Regions from separate parts of the Xenopus tropicalis genome. Here region 1 is linked to region 2. A link is a contact called in public Hi-C data. All regions are on one chromosome and are shown on one strand. The core of a region is the stretch at or near the end of the contact, and the rest is flanking DNA. Distances in the headings are between cores, read along the strand shown. Region 1 has its middle 19 kb from the start of tmem128l. Region 2 holds the start of klf3 (Krueppel-like factor 3).

Evidence for each region. A called contact is a pair of places that touch in the nucleus more often than the background predicts.
Region 1: a Hi-C map of liver shows a contact between it and region 2, with 2.1 times the contacts expected there. The contact joins the enhancer-like site here to the promoter of klf3 in region 2. A contact is called at or near these places in 2 of 5 Hi-C or Micro-C datasets (brain and liver).

Annotation. Positions count from the first base shown.
Region 1 is chr1:35,718,697-35,724,343 of UCB_Xtro_10.0, reverse strand. No RefSeq gene overlaps it. Among named protein-coding and RNA genes, the nearest start is that of tmem128l, 19 kb to the left of the region's middle. Within about 2 kb of position 3,848, at least 1 of the 11 cell types and tissues checked has an H3K27ac peak or open chromatin away from gene starts, as enhancers often do. A contact at or near this core is called in liver, where this site is marked.
Region 2 is chr1:35,669,278-35,674,944 of UCB_Xtro_10.0, reverse strand. klf3 (Krueppel-like factor 3) reads right to left here and starts at 1,362. Exons shown (of 6, transcript XM_002938648.5): 1 at 1,086-1,362. LOC105945533 (a long non-coding RNA gene) reads left to right here and starts at 423. Exons shown (of 2, transcript XR_001169092.3): 1 at 423-940; 2 at 3,268-3,872.

The DNA.
Region 1 (5,647 bases), core at 2,599-5,098, 47 kb before region 2:
TTTAACATTTCTAAATAATTCAAATTCTTCTGGTGTCAGGATGACTTTCTGGGTTAGTGATGAGCGATCAGAGGAATGAAAACATTGTTCCAATAGGATAAGAAAAGCAATGAAAGGTGTGAAATTCATTGTTAGGGAAAGGTTGCTGAGCTCTAGTCAGCAGATGTTGTTCGAAGCAAGTCACCACTTCGAACTGAGCTCTGTGCTGAGTGTCGGGCTTTTATAGCCTGTTGTTGCCATGGTAACTGCATACTAATGAGCTTGTGTTTGATGTCACAATGTGGTTGCTATGGTGATCACACGAGAAACTAATCTTATCAGTGTTGCCATGGTAACCGCTGATGTCACAATGCGGTTGCTATGGTGATCACACGAGAAACTAACCTTATCAGTGGCTTATCAGTGTTGCCATGGTGACCGCTGATGTCACAATGCGGTTGCTATGGTGATCACACAAAAGTAGATAAACCACAAACAAATATGTTTACTAGTATAGAATTGTCTTTAACCCTTTCACTGCCAGACAATTTTTGAACATTTTGTGATCTTTTAATTTAGGGACATTTTATGGGGGCAATTTTAGTTTTCCAAAGAAAACTATGTATCATTTTTTTCAAGGCAACCTAAGTTTTCAAAACATAATGGGTTTTTAGCAATTCCATATAAGATATTTGTTTCTAAAACACCAAAAGAATGAAAATAGAAAATGTTTTCTATAATATGGACACATATATCATAACAGATTTCAAAAGTCCCATATATATGGTTGGTGATTATTATGGGATATATTGGTTTGAGATTATTATGGGATATATTGGTTTGAGAATATTATGGGCTATATATGGTTGGTGATTATTATGGGATATATTGGTTTGAGATTATTATGGGATATACAGTATATGAATAGTGATAATTATGAGCTATATAAGGTTGGTGATTATTATGGGATATATTGGTTTGAGATTGTTATGGGCTATATATGGTTGGTGATTATTATGGGATATATTGGTTTGAGATTATTATGGGATATATATGAATAGTGATAATTATGGGCTATATAAGGTTAGTGATTATTATGGGATATATTGGTTTGAGATTATTATGGGCTAAATATGGTTGGTGATTATTATGGGATATATTGATTTAAGATTATTATGGGAAATATATGGTTAGTGATTATTATGGGATATATATGGTTGGTGATTTTATTATATTGGTTTGAGATTATTATTGGCTATATATGGTTGGTGATTATTATGGGATATGTATGGTTGGTGATTATTATGGGATATAGAACATGTATAGCTGCTATAGAGTACCGAGAGTGACATTACTAACATATTAATTATTAAGGCCTGGGATGTTAGGAAACTATCATCTGCTGTTAAGTCTTGTTCCTATTATTTATATAATTGCTGACTGTACTAACATTTACTTGAACTTATTTATTGTCTGGGCCCATTCTTTGCAGGGATCTGGGAGCTCTAATAGTTAAACTATTGAAGAAAACAAAATTGCATAATGTGCGAAGAGAGAAGGGAAAAATGCCAAACTACAGTATTAAAAATATATGATTATGTGCCTGATATACGTTGCACCAACTGGATTTGTCAAAGAACGCAGGGGGCAATGCTGGCAGAAGTCAGCTACATGGAGTACAGCGGAAGTGGAGATCGCCCCGAAAATGCCTGCTTTTGCATTTTCAGCCCAATCTTCACTCTGTGTAGCTACAGGCACATGAAGGCTGTGATTGTCTGCACCTAGGTTGATGCAGTGCCCAGAAACAGCCCAGTGTATAATTACCCACAGCAGAGACTAGTGCTCTATTTGCTTTTACCAGGGGGTCATCTTAATCACTCTTAGCGCTTCCCACATTCCAGAAAAAAAGAACATAAAGATAAGGCAGGAGAAGCCTGGTGTCAAAGTGGACCCCATACTGTGCATGTTAACTCTCCAGACACCAGCGGCTGTCTGAAAACAGAATAACAGCCTAAGAAGGCCTTTTTTATCCTGACACAGCAGGGAGATGGCATGAGATAACACAAGATAACACAGGCTATCCTGTTTGTAACTAGTTAAGTTTTGGGATACCCAGCGCTTCATCTGTAGTACAGATTTTCCGTTGGTGACAAATCTCGCCATTTCCCTTAAGGAAGAAGACTAAAAGTCCCCATACACGGGCCGATATTGGTCCCTTAGACACATTCGGCAGCTAATCGGCCCGTGTATGGGCACTACCGACGGGCACTACCGATGGGCAGGCAGGCAGGTTAAAAAATCTAGTCGGATCGGGGACCGCATCAGCTCCTTGATGCAGTCCCCGAACCGACTTTGCCTATACCCCAGGGCCAAACGACCGTATTAGCCTGGATTCTCCTGATATCGCCCACCCGTAGGTGGGGGATAATGGGAGAAGATCTGCTCGCTTGGCGACATCGCCAAGTGAGCGGATCTTAAGGTGTATGGGCACCTTTATAGTAATTTCACTAACTGTCAGATCACTTAACAAAAATGAATTAACCTGACAGTAAACCATGCTGATACCAGCAGTTGGATGGTGCTATTTGTTGCAAGACCTGCAGTCACGTGCATCAGTGATGTCATTACTCTTGAAGCAATCTTAGGCTGCAAGGACAAGAATGAAAGCCGCCCCTTGTGTCTAGTGATAGGTGGATTGTATTTCTGTCACTGCAGTTTCACATGGGTCGGTAGTGGCTCAAATTAGTGGTTTCTTCACTGGTGTGACATTAGCTTTAGGTTTGTGAGCCCTAAATATGTTTTCTTTAACTTTTCAAGCGCCCAAACTATCTGCACTTATCCTATATATATATATATATATATATATATATATATATATATATATATATATATATATATATATATATATATATATATATATATATATATATATATATATATATATATATATATATATATATATATATCTATCCTATATATACATTTTTTGTAAAATTGAGTTTCTAATTTCAAGGGAAATTAGAATCTGTTAAAATCTGTTGATGAATCAGAGAATTTGTTGAAGGGCCACCATAAAGTTATGCATTTCCACTCCGGTTTACTCAGTCCCACTGATTAATCCCAATTTCTCTGATTTTATATTAGACCCTTGATGAAAAACTTTGGACATGCCTTGGAAAATTACATATTTAGTTAATTTTGCAAGTGAAAAGTAGGAAACAACAACAAGGAACATGATAGTTGATGCATATGTAATTTTCCAGATCGGAGTCTGTACCCCTGATACTTCCCATTCTTCGTCTAAATGCTGGGAAATTGATGGACATTATTGCTTTTTGTTACAGCGCCACCTGCTGGTCACTTTCAGAACATAAAGTAGTCAAGGATGTAGTCAGGAAGTTGTCAGGAGAAAGAAACAGGCTTGATCTGATGTTCTTCTGTTTAGGAAAAATGTGTTATCTGAGGTTTCTAATGTCTTTCCTAACCAGAAGAATATCAGATCAACCCTCTTTCTTTCTCCTCGACTAGTTAATGTTCTGAAAGTGACCAGCAGGTGGCGCTGTAACAAAATGCATTCATCTTAACTACTTCACCCTTAATATCTTGGAATAAAAAAAAAATGAATTTATATTGCAGAAGTGCTTAGCATAGCACTCTCATCAGTTTTACATCAACTTATTTTAAAGGCTTACTTTTTCTTTAAATGTTTAATTTAATTTGTACCCATGTGTTCTGAGTGTACATGTATTTTCTCTTCATACATTTTAAGTATCGTCACATATTCCTTGAAATGACATTTACTGTGAGAGCCACTTGGTGGCAATGTGTGCTCAGAAATACAAGGAACAAAATGATTTGTCATGCAACTGCAGCAGCCGAAGTGCCATTTGTTGGATAGCCCTGGTTTATCCAGATGAGATTATTGTACACTTTCATAAGTACAGCAGTGAACCCCAGTCCCCTTGCCGTCACATTGACAGCACAGATAGACACCCAGCGTCCGAATATAGTGCCCCCAGGAGTGCTGGACTTAGACATTATGAGACTGGCTAGGTGGGGAGCTGCTCATGGAGGGGATTATGGGAGACATGCTGGGACATGGAGCAGTGGCATTTTTTATGTAAAAAAAAGGATATTCCTAAACTACACACTGACAAAGCTGTTAGGGAACATACGCCTCATTTAGTTTTCTAAGCTGATTTGGGTCCCTTCTGAGAGGGATGGAAAATATTGGTGCACTAGGTCCTAAGAATGACATTTTGTGCCACAGCATGAAGGGGCCACTGTGGAATTTAGCATTGATGTGTTATTAACTAGTGAATACAAGGGGTGGAAGTGATAGTGGGTAGAGGGGCATGAGTGACTAGGGTCAACAAGAAGTAAATACTTGGACCAAATCTCACACAGGGAGCCATGTTGGTCTAGCAATGCCAGTGCCTGCAGGCTTTATGTGGCTCCCAGCGTTGCCCTCTATCCAAAATCTAAATGTATCTGTACTAGTAAATACAACATAAGTCAGATCTGCAAATACCCATCACTAATATGATTGGTCTCTTATGTCAATAAGATACCGTATATACTCGAGTATAAGCCGATCCGAATATAAGCCGAGGTACCTAATTTTACCTAAGAAAACTGGAAAAACTTATTGACTCGAGTATAAGCCTAGGGTGGGAAATGCAGCCGCTACTGCTAAGTTTTAACAATCGAATTATTTAATAAAAGGACACTCACAAGTGCTTACATGACTACCATATTAATAAACGTAGGTGGTACAGCATGCAATCCCCCCCTAAAAAAACAAACTTTTTTCAGTAATTCACCTGACACTAGTGACATAACTAAGCGCCAGAACATGATGCAAGCAAGTATGGCTGATGGGCAACTGAGGGGTCAGCTAGCAGATATATCCTACTTGGATCTTCCACTATTGACAAGGATAATGTTGCTGCTACACCGTGCTGCTTGGACTTTGTGGGTTAAGCTAAAGTCAGCCTTATACACAAGCAAATTTGTCTGGTAACACTTACTTATTGTGCCAATTCATACAGCATTTAACCATTCAAATTCAATTTTGGACATTGATATCTGTATTATGTATTAAGTAACGCTATGTGCCGTATAGGAGCACTGCTGGATTACTTGTCCTACCAGCACATCCGGCGTCCGATTATGCGCGCTGGCACATCCGGTGGCCAATCATGCGCAAACCCCCCCCCCCGCACGGCGCCCGATCATGCACGCATGATGCATCGCGCCACCATGCATGATCGGTGCCGCACTGGGGTGGTGGAGCGCGCTGCGTGCATGATCGTGGAACGGATGGGCAAGTAATTCAGCAGTTCTCCTATTTGACTCAACTATAAGCCGAGGATTCCTTTTTTAACACATTTTGCGTGCTGGAAAACTCGGCTTATACTCGAGTATATACGGTAAGTAAATTTACTTCTCCGTGACCTGTACACCAAATCTAAATTGTAAGCTTCACATCAAAGGATCCCAGGTTGCCTTAATAAAGGTGAACAGCTCTACTTGCTTTCCTTTATGTTAAAATAACCCTAGTCTCAGAACCTTTGCGATTGGTGTTGTTGAATTATTTGACTTTCTCTAATGCCTTTTTCCAGTTTGCATATGGTGGTCAATGACAACCTACAAACTATTGCTCTGT
Region 2 (5,667 bases), core at 113-2,612:
TAATGCCTGTGCCACCAATGAATTTAAAATTATTCCCGTAGGATTATATTTTAACAACAATATTTTAACAAACAATTCAGACGTGTTTTTCATGTATTTTTACTGAAACTTTTATTTAAAAAAAAATTTAAATTTGATTCCATCATGTTCTCTAAAATTTAGTGTAATAATCCATCGCCAATAGGTAAAGAAAGTGTACAAACAAGGTGTGAATATATTAACCCTATATACCAGCACTAGTGAGTATCCAGCTCTGTACTGAGGGGCACATACAATATGAACGCTAGATATTAGTAATGAATGATTTCGATATATGGCAGTCAGTTGGTGGATTTAAGGTTAAACAGGAAAGGAAAGAATACACAAATAATAGTTTAAAAATAATGTTTAAACAAAATAATTTTTTTGGGGGCAGTCATTTCCAAAATAAAATCCCAAAATGAAAAGAAAGAAAAACTGAATAATTGCTTAGATTACTGCAGGCTGCGCCATGATAATAGTTCATTTTTTAGGTTGAAATTCCATTAAAATGTGCCAGTGTGACACAGTGATGCCCTTTATGCCAGTGAGGTATTGGCCGGAGCACAATGAGTGCCTGTGGGACAGTGGCCGCACCGCTGCTCAGGGTCCCAGGGCACTGACAAGCACTGTGTGCTCATTTAAAGCCCCTCATCAATCAGTGTTTTGTTAAGCAGCCTGTTCCCGCAGAGCATTTCTCCGGAATGAAACATGGAGAGACCAATGTGCACCCAGCACTGTGTCAGCTGATGGCAACTTCAGTGTGTCCTGGGAATCGTGCCCGCCACAGACAGCCAGGTGATTAGTGCCAGCCGGAGAGGCACAGACTAAGCTCCACTCAGCAGGCAGATTCCTTCTCCCAACAGCAGGTCATGTGTCTCCTTAATCCAGCATGGAAAGAGGTCACATCCATAAGCACCAGGTGACTCCCCCCACCCCAACAGACCCAGGCAATAATTACCCCCCACCCCTGTTACCAGATACCCACCACCAGCTTCAGTAGAACCTCCTGACTCTCCAGGTCCTACAACTAACAAACAGCAGCACTTTGTAAGAAAGACACTTACTGTGATACAGGGAGAGGGGGGAGAAAGTGAATCTTCTCTATCCTCAGATAAATATTCCTATTACTCGTCCTGTAGTGAGCAGAGAAAGGGCCGCTAAGTGCAGAGGTCCCGGCGTGAGAGCAGGCACTGGCTCCCAGCGGCTCAGCTTTACTTTGTGTCTCTCACATGAGCAGGACGCCGGTGTGTGGCTGCTGAAGCCTCAGGGTTAGGGACAAGCCTCTAAGGGATGGGAAACTCAGCCAGGGAGGGAGGGATAATCATCAGAGCTGCACACTAGCAACAGCCGGCAGGGTGGGGCAGCTCCAGCCCCATGGGTGGAGGGAGGATTAGGGTGGAGGTTTTGGACGAGTCAACATTGACACTTTCATAAATATATATTTACAGAGCATGCAGCCTCACCCCTGCTGCTGCTGCTGCCGCCGCTGCCTCCTCCCTTCCTCCACAGACCTGATTAAAGTCTAGGAGGCTGCTATCCTGCTCACCAACCCAGCAGCAAATGGAATCAAGCTGAGCTCCAAAGTTTCCTCTTAGTTACTCTTTAACCCCCCAATGCAGCATGGCAGTGCCGATAAGCAGCTTATATTTCCCACACTCTATGGGTGGTGTGAGGAACGTTAGGGAGGCAATTGGATTACATTACTAACTCTAGAGTCTGCCTTGTAGGATAGATGAGGTGCTGGTCACTGACAGGTAGGAAGGTCTTACTGAGAGGTGAAGCCTAAAGTGGAGCACCCAGCAATGTATTCAGTGCTTTGGATCGCCAGGGTAGGGGCTGATATGTAAGAATGTTAGGACAACTAGTAAAGCAAGTTATAATTAGAATCACTTACATAGGGTGTGCTTGCAATTATAAAGATATATGTTTCTTTCATTTTGTATAATAGCTGGCAGATATCCAGTCCGGGATGTGAGTTGTACACCAATAAAATCTTCGGTTGGGCATACTGCAACCTTGAATGGTTTTGTTTCTTTTATCTGTCATGTGTCTGCTGTTTGATAGCAGATTGGGCTCAGAAAATGTGCCTGTGTAAACTTTTAGGGGTTATGGGTTCTGTTGGTATGCTTCCCCACTGGAAAGAGAGCCTTGCATGGAGACTTAAATGCCCTGTGTGATGTAGCTCGTAGGGAAAAAAGACTCCGGGTGATTTGGGGCATTTTGCATACCATGTATTTTAGTAGTTCAGTAATAGGGGAATCATTGGACAAGAGCTTCGAAAAGCACTTTTAGGATAATGAGAGCTCACTGCTGTGTGATTTTGGGGTATTTTGGCCCCACTTGTTTGGGCTACAAAAATAAAAAAAGGCCTGATGCAAAACCACATGAGGAATGGAAGTATATGCTATCCATATTCTTTACCATTTTCTGTTCAGTTAAAGAATGAATAAGTTTTATATCTTTCTCTGGGCAATGGGACAGTAGTTGCTTTGACTGCCTACACCTAGTGGTCATAGGTTGAGTCCTTGAGGTGTTCCGGGCAGAGGTCCCCGCAATGTGTGCTTTAAGCACCATTACCCATAGTTATTTTTTGAAAGTGATGAGAGGCCCCACATACATATAAGAAATTATATACCCTCTGTTGTAAATTATATGGATATACCGTGGGAAAATAACAAAACTTCAAGTTAGATATATACTGTAAGTAGCTGCTTTATATATCGATATACTGTATATATAACTCATTATTCTTGGCTTTTGTGAATTATACATAAATATCTATTAGCCCTCATTTTTTAGCTTTTTATGTAGTATTGCTGGTCTGAGAGCGACTTGATGGTACTCATATATGAGCAGAAATTGGCCACCAATTCTGTTTCTCTTGACCCATATTGGCAGCCCAATACTTGTCAGTCTTGCCAGGAAATCTTCACAGCCAAGAATTGTATAAACTCTGTATGAACCTCTCCATTTGGTTTATTTGTCTCCCCATCAGTGTAGTTTAATATGAAAGAAATATAGCTGCCTGAATTACTGATTGATAAATACAGCCGATTAAACTTGCTATGTAGATCTCTGCCCCCAGCAATGTACAACAAGGAGAAGCCTTATACTAACAGTAAATACAAATACAGATTAATACAATGCTGATAAGGGACTGGCTCGTCTGAGTTGATAGTGAACAATTTTTTAATTTCCTGCACGGCTGTGAATTATTATTTTTTTTTTCTTCCCTCCTGATTTTAGAGACTCCTGCCATCTCTTTCCTGAGTGTACAGATGGGCACAGAGACAAGCTCACCACACTGCTGCCCAGCCTTGGGAGGAACCTGGTTTTTGTTTTTTGGGGTTTCTGGGAGGGAGAGGTGTGCACATGGCACATCTGCTAAAAGGCACTCCACCTAGAAAAGACTACAACAAAAACAAGAGACAGCAACACCCAGAGCTGAAGGGGAAGGAAGGGAGGTGCTCTGAAACTCTGCAATTCTTCAAATGCGCTCTCATACTGACTGAGATAACTGGGCTTAACCCCTTGGTGGTGCACCCCACTGACCATGATATCATGATACTCAGCTGCTGTAACTGGGAGTGTGACACCTATTTCTGGGACTTACCTAGGGGGTGTTGGGGGCTTTTAATCCCCCAATGCTCATATGGGTTAACTATCAGTAGAACTTCGGGTCACTCTTTCGCCTGCTAACAATTTACGAAAAGGGCAGTATTTACACCTTCTGTGGTTGTTTGCTTTTTAACTATGTACCCCTGTTAGATAATATTAGCCAAAAAAAACAGTGTTAAATAGGCATAAATAAAGTAAGTTTTGTCAGTGAGAAAGTTCTTAAATCAGAAAAAGGCACACTTTGACTCTGCATTTGCAAAACTATAGCTCTCAGCATCCATAGCTCATACTCTGGCTCCAGACTGTCCATATAGGGGTGTTTGTGCTATACTCCCTACTTAGTAAGAAGAATGAGTGGCAGTGGGGTACAGTAGAGGAAGATGGCATTAGTAGTTATAGGTTAAATGGCAACCAAAAAGCCATATATTTTAATGCCCTACTTCATGTAAAAATATTAAGGCTCCACATTGTATGCATTGCCCCAGATGCCAATTTTTCTCTCCTCTTTTAGGGACTTTTAACCCCAAAATATTATTGACAAATAATGAATTTGCTCGGGGACTGCTGAAGCAAACCGGAGGCCAGATGGTTGCACCTCTGATTGGTGCTTCATTCAAGCTCTAAGAGAATGAATAAATGCTGCACTAGTTAATGAACAGAGTAATAACATTCCTTAACATTTCCTTAAAAAATTCTGAAAATCCTGTTTGGGTTCTGCACGGCACGCTTGCATTATTGCAGTTGCAGGAAATCTACATTTTATTGCGTAAAGCTTATATTTTTCTGCAAATTAATGAAAGTACATCTTTTACACTGTAATAATGTTCTGCTTTGTTAGTATTTTTTACTTGGGTTTATGCATCAAACATGGCGGTGGGTACGGAGAACTGGATAAAGCTTTGCCTTTGTTTTCTGTTATTATGTTGTGGGAGTTGGAGCCTTGAATGTAGGAGTGATAAATACTACTGGTACATGTAGTCACAACCAGCAGTACAGAGAATGGAAAAGCACAGGTTGAAAAAGCTTTAATAGCAATCGCATTTACAAATAGCATTAAAATCACTTAAAAGGTGACAGCCTTTAATGAGGAAGTTCATTATTATGTGCACAAAGTCTAAGCAACAATTCCACTGTTCTTTGTTATATGCTTTGTGAGGTTTTAAAATTATTAGCCTTCATAATTTCCCATTTTTCCAGCCTGTAACTAAAAGTGTCAAAGACCAACCAAAAATAACATTTGACTACATGATTTCTGTTTTATTGCTATACTTGTTTTTAATGGCTTATTTTTCTTTTCTGACCCCCTCCATTTGAACTTGCCTTCTGACTTCAGATTGCTTTACAATGCTGCTTACTGCATACCTAAAGTGAACTGTAAGGTGAACTTCCACTTTTATAAACAGCATATATAACTTTCTTGGGCCTTTGTGTCTGTAACTTGTTAAACTGAGCAGCAGAATCCATTTACCGCTAAGGTTGCTGGGCAGATATATCTAATATTAGCTATTGTCTATGATCAGGACACATTAGTTCATATTTTGGATGAAATATTCCTTCCCTTGCTGATGGTTTTTTACAGCAACTACAAGCTTGATTTATAAGCATTCTAGGACATATGGGATACATCTCAGCAGACACATTCAGTAAAAAAACTCACATTCTGTGTCCAACAAACATGAAGTGTGTGACTGAGAAATGATATACTGTATCTAGAGCCTTGTATGACCTCTATGCAGTGCAAGTCACTTAGCCTGTCTGTCTTTTTTCATCTATCTATTTATCAATCTACCTACCTCTCTATCGATTTATCTATCGTCTGTCATCGATCTTCACTTAGGGACAGCACTTTCCTCCCAGCACAGGCAACACAAATGATAAAGAAGCTTCAACATCGCTGACCAATACTTTTTGGCAAAAAAGTGAACTGATGATTTTGCTAAGCTCCTCAAGTAAAGAACCATCATCAAAGTGATTCATCCAGGATTCAGTTTGGTATTTGAGCAGGATTCAGCTTTTTTTCGGCAGGGT